2 separate regions of the Sus scrofa genome follow, and region 1 is linked to region 2. The links are chromatin contacts, called in public Hi-C maps. All regions are on one chromosome and are shown on one strand. Each heading gives the region's core, a stretch centred on a gene start, on an enhancer-like site or on the middle of the called end of the contact. The rest is flanking DNA. Distances are from core to core; before and after follow the strand shown. Region 1 overlaps FAM49A (protein FAM49A). Region 2 has its middle 93 kb from the start of FAM49A.

Region 1 (2,700 bases), core at 144-2,643, 130 kb after region 2:
CCACCCACCCTGCTGACTCTCCCATCTTGGGTCCTCCCTCCGTCCCCTCCTCAGGCCACCCCACTTCCTCCTCCTGCAAGTGGTGCTGTGTCAACACCAAAGCCAGGAAGTCATTTACTGGTGCCAGCTGCCACCCAGGGAGGGCTGGGGACCAGGTTCCCAGACCCCCTGTTCAGCACTTCGCAGTCGACCTCTCCGCCTGCCCGAGAGTTTCCTCCCTCCTCTGCCTTTTGCGTGAATGTGTCATCTGTTCCCAGTGCCCTTCCCCCACCCCCTGTTTCTTTCCACTAATCGCCTGTTCTACATGCCTCGCCCCTCCCATTTCTTTTTTTAATAAAACAGTTTTGAGATGGAGTAATAACCGCAAAGTGGTTAAAAGCAAGAATTCGAGCCAGATGGCAGGAATTCAAATCTTGGCTCTACCCCTAAACAGCCAGATCCCTTGGACAAGCGCCTCAGTTTCCTCATCTGTAAGAGGGGGCAAGAATTACCTCCTTCTGTCCCCTGTGGCTGCTGTGGGGTTTCAGGGAGGCACCAGATGGCCAGTGTGAACCGACTGGGATGCTCTTCATGTAGGTACCTGATTGGACGGGACCTGAATATATCTACCACCCACCCACCTGCGCTCCCAGAGCCCTGGGAGAGCAGCCACGTGGAGGTTCCCTGACTCGGGGTGTGGGCTCTGTTGCTGGTGAACTTGGAACTTGAACAAGCAGGCTCCCACCTGGCCTTTAGATTCCACATCAGTTCAGCCTAAAGGGGGGAGTGTGGCCTGTTTTGCCTTCTCTTGGTTTGCCCCCACCCAGCCCGCCCACCCCCAGAACCACTCAAAAGTGGAAGACACGCAGCTGTTCTCAGCTGTTTCTCAGCCACTCCCTTGGATGGGGTAAGGGCCGTGGGGGGCGGCACGGGAGGTGGCGAAAAGGTCACAGGCCACAGGTCACATGAAGGTCGAGGAGATGCCGGTTCTCGTTTCGGTTCTGTTGGGTGACCCTGGAGAAGTCGTTTCATGTCACTGGATTTCTGCTTCCCTATTTTTGAAATGGGATAACCACCCCTCTGTTTTGTACCTCTCGTAAAACAAGCAAAGAAGGCGAGATGTTGAAAAGCACTTTGCTGGCTGCCTGGTGCTACCGGAGCCGCCCCCCACCCCCCCACAGTGGTCTCAGGTGGTATCAGGCTCCTCCCGTGGAGCAGAAGGACTGTGGCAGCAGCTCCGACCACTCAGAACCGCTGGGGGTGAGAGCGGATGAGCATGGAGGGGATGGAAGCGGATGAGCATGCTGTGTGAGGTTGGGCTGTGCTTTGGGACCCCGAGCCGGGACTAGTGTCTCTCCATGCTTGATCTCTGTTCTCCCTGATGGACTCTGGCCCGTGGGTGACTCAGACAGGAAACCACCAGCCATCCCTTCAAAAAGCTTGGACTCCTCTCAAAGACGTGCTTACTTTTTATCGCTCTGTGTTTATTTGGATGGTGGGGGAGTAATTCACAGAGTCAGGGCACAGCCACAGAGTGAGCTTCTGCCATGGCTGGGTCTCTGGGATCGAATCCAGAAGATGGGAGGAGGTGGGACATGAGGCGGGCTGGATTAGGATCCAAGGTATCTAAATGCTGGCCCGTGGACCAGAGCCAGTGGGTGACATAAAACTCTCTAGAAACGTGACCCCTGCTGTAGGTTCAGACTGCACTTTTTTTTTTTTTTCTTCAGCTTCTCCGGATTGCACAGCCCCTTTGGGGAACCACTGGAGTGAGTGGGACTGGTATCTGAGGGCCAGCCTGTTAGGGGGCTCTGTGTGCCCTGCCCACATCCAAGTACCCGTCCCAAGGCTGTAAAGTAGTATGAGTGTTGGTGTCACAGTGTGATTAGGTTATTTTTAGCCTTATCTGCTTGAAGGGTTGTTCAGCTTATCAGGTGACCCCATCCTTATTGATGGATATGGGGAGTGGGGGAACTTCTCTGAGTGTCTGTAATTAAGCCGAGTGGACAAAGTGGACAGCAAAAGAGTCTGTAAGTACCTCAGGGTCGTGGTCTGGAGGAGGCACAGCATTCCATTGTCCTGACCCTCTTAGTTTTGCGGTAGAAAGTGAGATTCTTACTGGACCCCATTGGATGAATCAGGTCCTAATCAAATACTCTAAAAACAGGCTATTATTTTGAGAGCTTTGGAGAAAGAAAGAAAGGGGGGGGTGGATAGGATAACCCCCCTGACACCTGATCACATTGACAGCTTTTCTTGTTTCCAGGTCCTTTTGTGACACCTCTGGCTTCTCGGTGGCGGTGGCGGTGGCGGCCGCAGCCAGGAGGTGAGAGCTGTGGTCTCACCTGGGGATTCCACCTTAGACAGTCACCTTCTGCACCCAGGTGCCGGTGGGAAGCAGCAACCCTGGCAGGCACCCTTTTCCTCAGGCTGTGCCCTGATGGGGATTCACGGGTGTAACCCCCAAATCCGAGGAAGCAAACTTCTCCCCCCGCCCCCGACTCCACCGCCACCATGACCTGGTTTCCCAAAACGCGGGGCTCAGAAATCACTTTCTCATCAGGCCAAAGTTGCTGTGTGTTTGCTATCATTTCCTTCCCTCCCCCTCCCCCCCACTTCCTGTTTTTTTCTTCCTCTTTCTCCACCCCCGCCCCATCTCTCCAGCCGAATCCCTCATTGTCTGCGAACAGGAACAGAGAGAGGCCGAGCATTGATGGGCAT
Region 2 (2,700 bases), core at 136-2,635:
CATAAAATACTAGAAAGAAGTGATCTATGATGTTTTAAGGAAAGAATTTCATTTTGTAGATTTCCTAATGTAAAGAGTTTATTTTTCCATTTTTGTAACTATTAGAAATTTCTAAGTGCTATTTAACACAATTCTCTTATAACTAGAAAATCTAGGTTAAGCAATAACTATAGCTGGAGATAGATCCCAGCTACTGCTACCACTCAAGGGACTCATCAGAATATTTAGGGCAGAGTAAAGTGGTATAAGTAAGATTGCAGCACTTTCTTGCCTAAACCTTCTTATGATTTCCCTTGTGAGGGGCATATGAAGCCAGCTCACCCCAGACCTAGTCCCCACGTGCTGCCCTGAAATGGGCATCCTCCATCTCCCCCTGGTCCACTAGTTTCCCCCTCTCTGGACTTCTCTGTGCCCAGACCTGCCAGTCTTAACCCAGACTCGGGACCTTTGCACTTGCTGTTCCTCTTGCTCTGAATTCGCTTCTCCCCCATCCTCCTTGGTGGCTGAGCCTTCTCCAGAACATCTTCTCTCATCACTCTTGCTGACGTTGTCTGCTCAAAGTCCTTTATTATGTTGCTTTGTTTATCACATTCAAAGCACTTATGAGTACCTGAAATCATTTATCCATAATCTATCCATCTATCTCCCAACTTACCTACCTACCTATCTGTTCATCCATCTACCACTTGTCTTTCCCACTGGAATATAAGCCCCTTGAGCACAGGAGCTTGTCTTGTGAAAACCGTACCCCAGTATCAGGGACAGGCCCTCATATTGGATGAATGACTGGCTGCCTGTGGGGCTTTAGAAGGGAGCTTTCCAGCAGCTCAGGGAAGACTTCCTGGAGGAAAGTAGAATAGGGTTGGACCCAACTGGGAGGCATTTGGAAAAGAGGAAGAATATTCATATTAGAATAGAGGTTGACTTTTTTCTCCTGTAAAATAACAATCCCCCCTTCAAAAACAAAACAAAAAAACAAATACTGGCCTTCGCAATGAGCTGTCCTAAAGTGCTAGAATGGACGATGCACAGTCAGGGATCCCAGAAATTATGGTTCTTGTCCTTCTTCTTTAACTAGCTTATTGCCTCAATACTTTCCCTCCATGGACTTCAATTTGTCCATGTGAGGCGTGGCTGGGACCTGGTTGGTCTCTGTTCTCAGATTCTAGGAGGATGGATTTTCATCATTCTTGCCCAATCACTTCTTCTAGCGTGGCCACACACGCTTAGCCCTGGCACCATTCAACGGATGTCTCAGGGACAGCAGGGCTCTTTCTGAGCCTCGACCAGGGCAGCCGAAACTCCGCTGTCACAGGGTCTGTGTGCTGGTGGCAGGCTTGGTACTCCCCTGCTCAGGATTGAGAATTCAGCTGTTAACTCCATGCGCCACCAGGTGGCGCCACTCTCCAAGGCACAGTGCTTTTCTGCTAGAAGGTCATTTGAATGCCCTTGGAGTCCGATGATATGCAAAAAATAGCCCAGGCTGTGTTTGGTAAATATGTTCGGGCGCTGGTTCCCGTGGGATGAGAAGGGATTGACACATAACCGGATACAGGGGAAAAGTGAAACGTGGGAAGGAAGGGAGCTGAGGAGCGCAGCCACCTCTAACAGTCTGGGCAGCCTGTCGGATGGGAGGGGAAGTCTGGGGAAGGGGGTGCTGGGCTCTCCCTCAGGGCTTATTCTGGCCAGTGGTCCCGCGCCCTTGCCCACAGCCCCTGCCCCCACCATTACCCCATGCAGCCTCCTCCCACAGCCGGGAACTCCAGGCAGGGGGGATGTTGCAATCTTCATTTTTGGAGAGAACACAAGACAGTTGTTTCTCTGACCCAGGGGCCCTGGCCTGAGTGCCCTGCAGCTGTCTCCACATGAGGCAAAGGCAGGCAGGGGCCAGGGAGAGGCCTGAAGGGACCATGGCATCTAAGGCCCGTGCTCATTCTCTAACATAATCAATAAGCATCTGCTGATGCCTTAATCTGCACCATTGCTGCAGGAGTCGGATGCCCCAGCCTTCAGGAGCCCCCCACCAGCAGGCAGACAGCAAGTGCATAGACAGGGTGACAGCACCTGCAGGTAGAGGGACCAATGGCCTACCAAGGGGAGAGTGGCTCCTGCTAATTCCGATGGGGCCCTGGCTGGCCAGGAAAGGCTCCTGGAGAAGGTGACCAGGAGCCAGAAGTGAGGGAGGAGACGAGAAGGACAGGTTCCAAGCTGAGGAAGCCGCAGGAGCAAAGACGGAAGAGAGCCTGGGGTTTGGGGGCCCCGAAGCATAGGGCAGCGCTGCGACTTTGAGGTGAAGAGTCAGCACAGAGGCTGGAAGGAGATTAAGCCTGCGTGTGCCCTGGGAAGGAGCCCAGCATTATTCTAAAGCAATGGATGGTCATTGAATGATTAGTCAGACCATCTAGAAGGCTGTCCTGACTGTGGCCTGGGACTGGGTTTAATTGGAGGGCGACGTGGGACAGGCCTGAGCTGGGCTGGCAGATGCGAGCTCTGCAGCAAGACGATGACAACTGACTTAGGGCCAAGGCCAAGGGGGCAGGCAGGAGGCAGATACGGGGCACCCCAGGGAAGGTCTGCACCTGGCAGCAGTACCAGAGGAAAAAGAGCCCTCTTGGTTGGGCAAAAAATCATCCTTTTGGTGGAACGGCAGGAGAGAAAACTTCCAGATGTCATTTGTGTGTAAATCAATCTGCAGTTTCA

What was found. Hi-C and Micro-C count contacts between places; a contact is called where the count stands out from the background.
Region 1: a contact with region 2 is called in a Hi-C map of subcutaneous adipose tissue, with 5 times the contacts expected there. The contact joins two enhancer-like sites. A contact is called at or near these places in 3 of 5 promoter capture datasets (fetal liver and liver), 26 of 47 Hi-C or Micro-C datasets (adipocytes, adipose tissue, alveolar macrophages and 14 more) and 2 of 2 datasets of contacts at active chromatin or transcription factors (alveolar macrophages and skeletal muscle).

The regions. Positions count from the first base shown.
Region 1 is chr3:121,006,373-121,009,072 of Sscrofa11.1, forward strand. The region is part of intron 1 of FAM49A (protein FAM49A); the gene reads left to right. Among named protein-coding and RNA genes, the nearest start is that of FAM49A, 40 kb to the left of the region's middle. Within about 2 kb of position 1,394, at least 32 of the 83 cell types and tissues checked have an H3K27ac peak or open chromatin away from gene starts, as enhancers often do. A contact at or near this core is called in adipose tissue, liver, omental adipose tissue and 2 more, where this site is marked.
Region 2 is chr3:120,874,041-120,876,740 of Sscrofa11.1, forward strand. No RefSeq gene overlaps it. Among named protein-coding and RNA genes, the nearest start is that of FAM49A, 93 kb to the right of the region's middle. Within about 2 kb of position 1,386, at least 20 of the 83 cell types and tissues checked have an H3K27ac peak or open chromatin away from gene starts, as enhancers often do. A contact at or near this core is called in adipose tissue, liver, omental adipose tissue and 2 more, where this site is marked.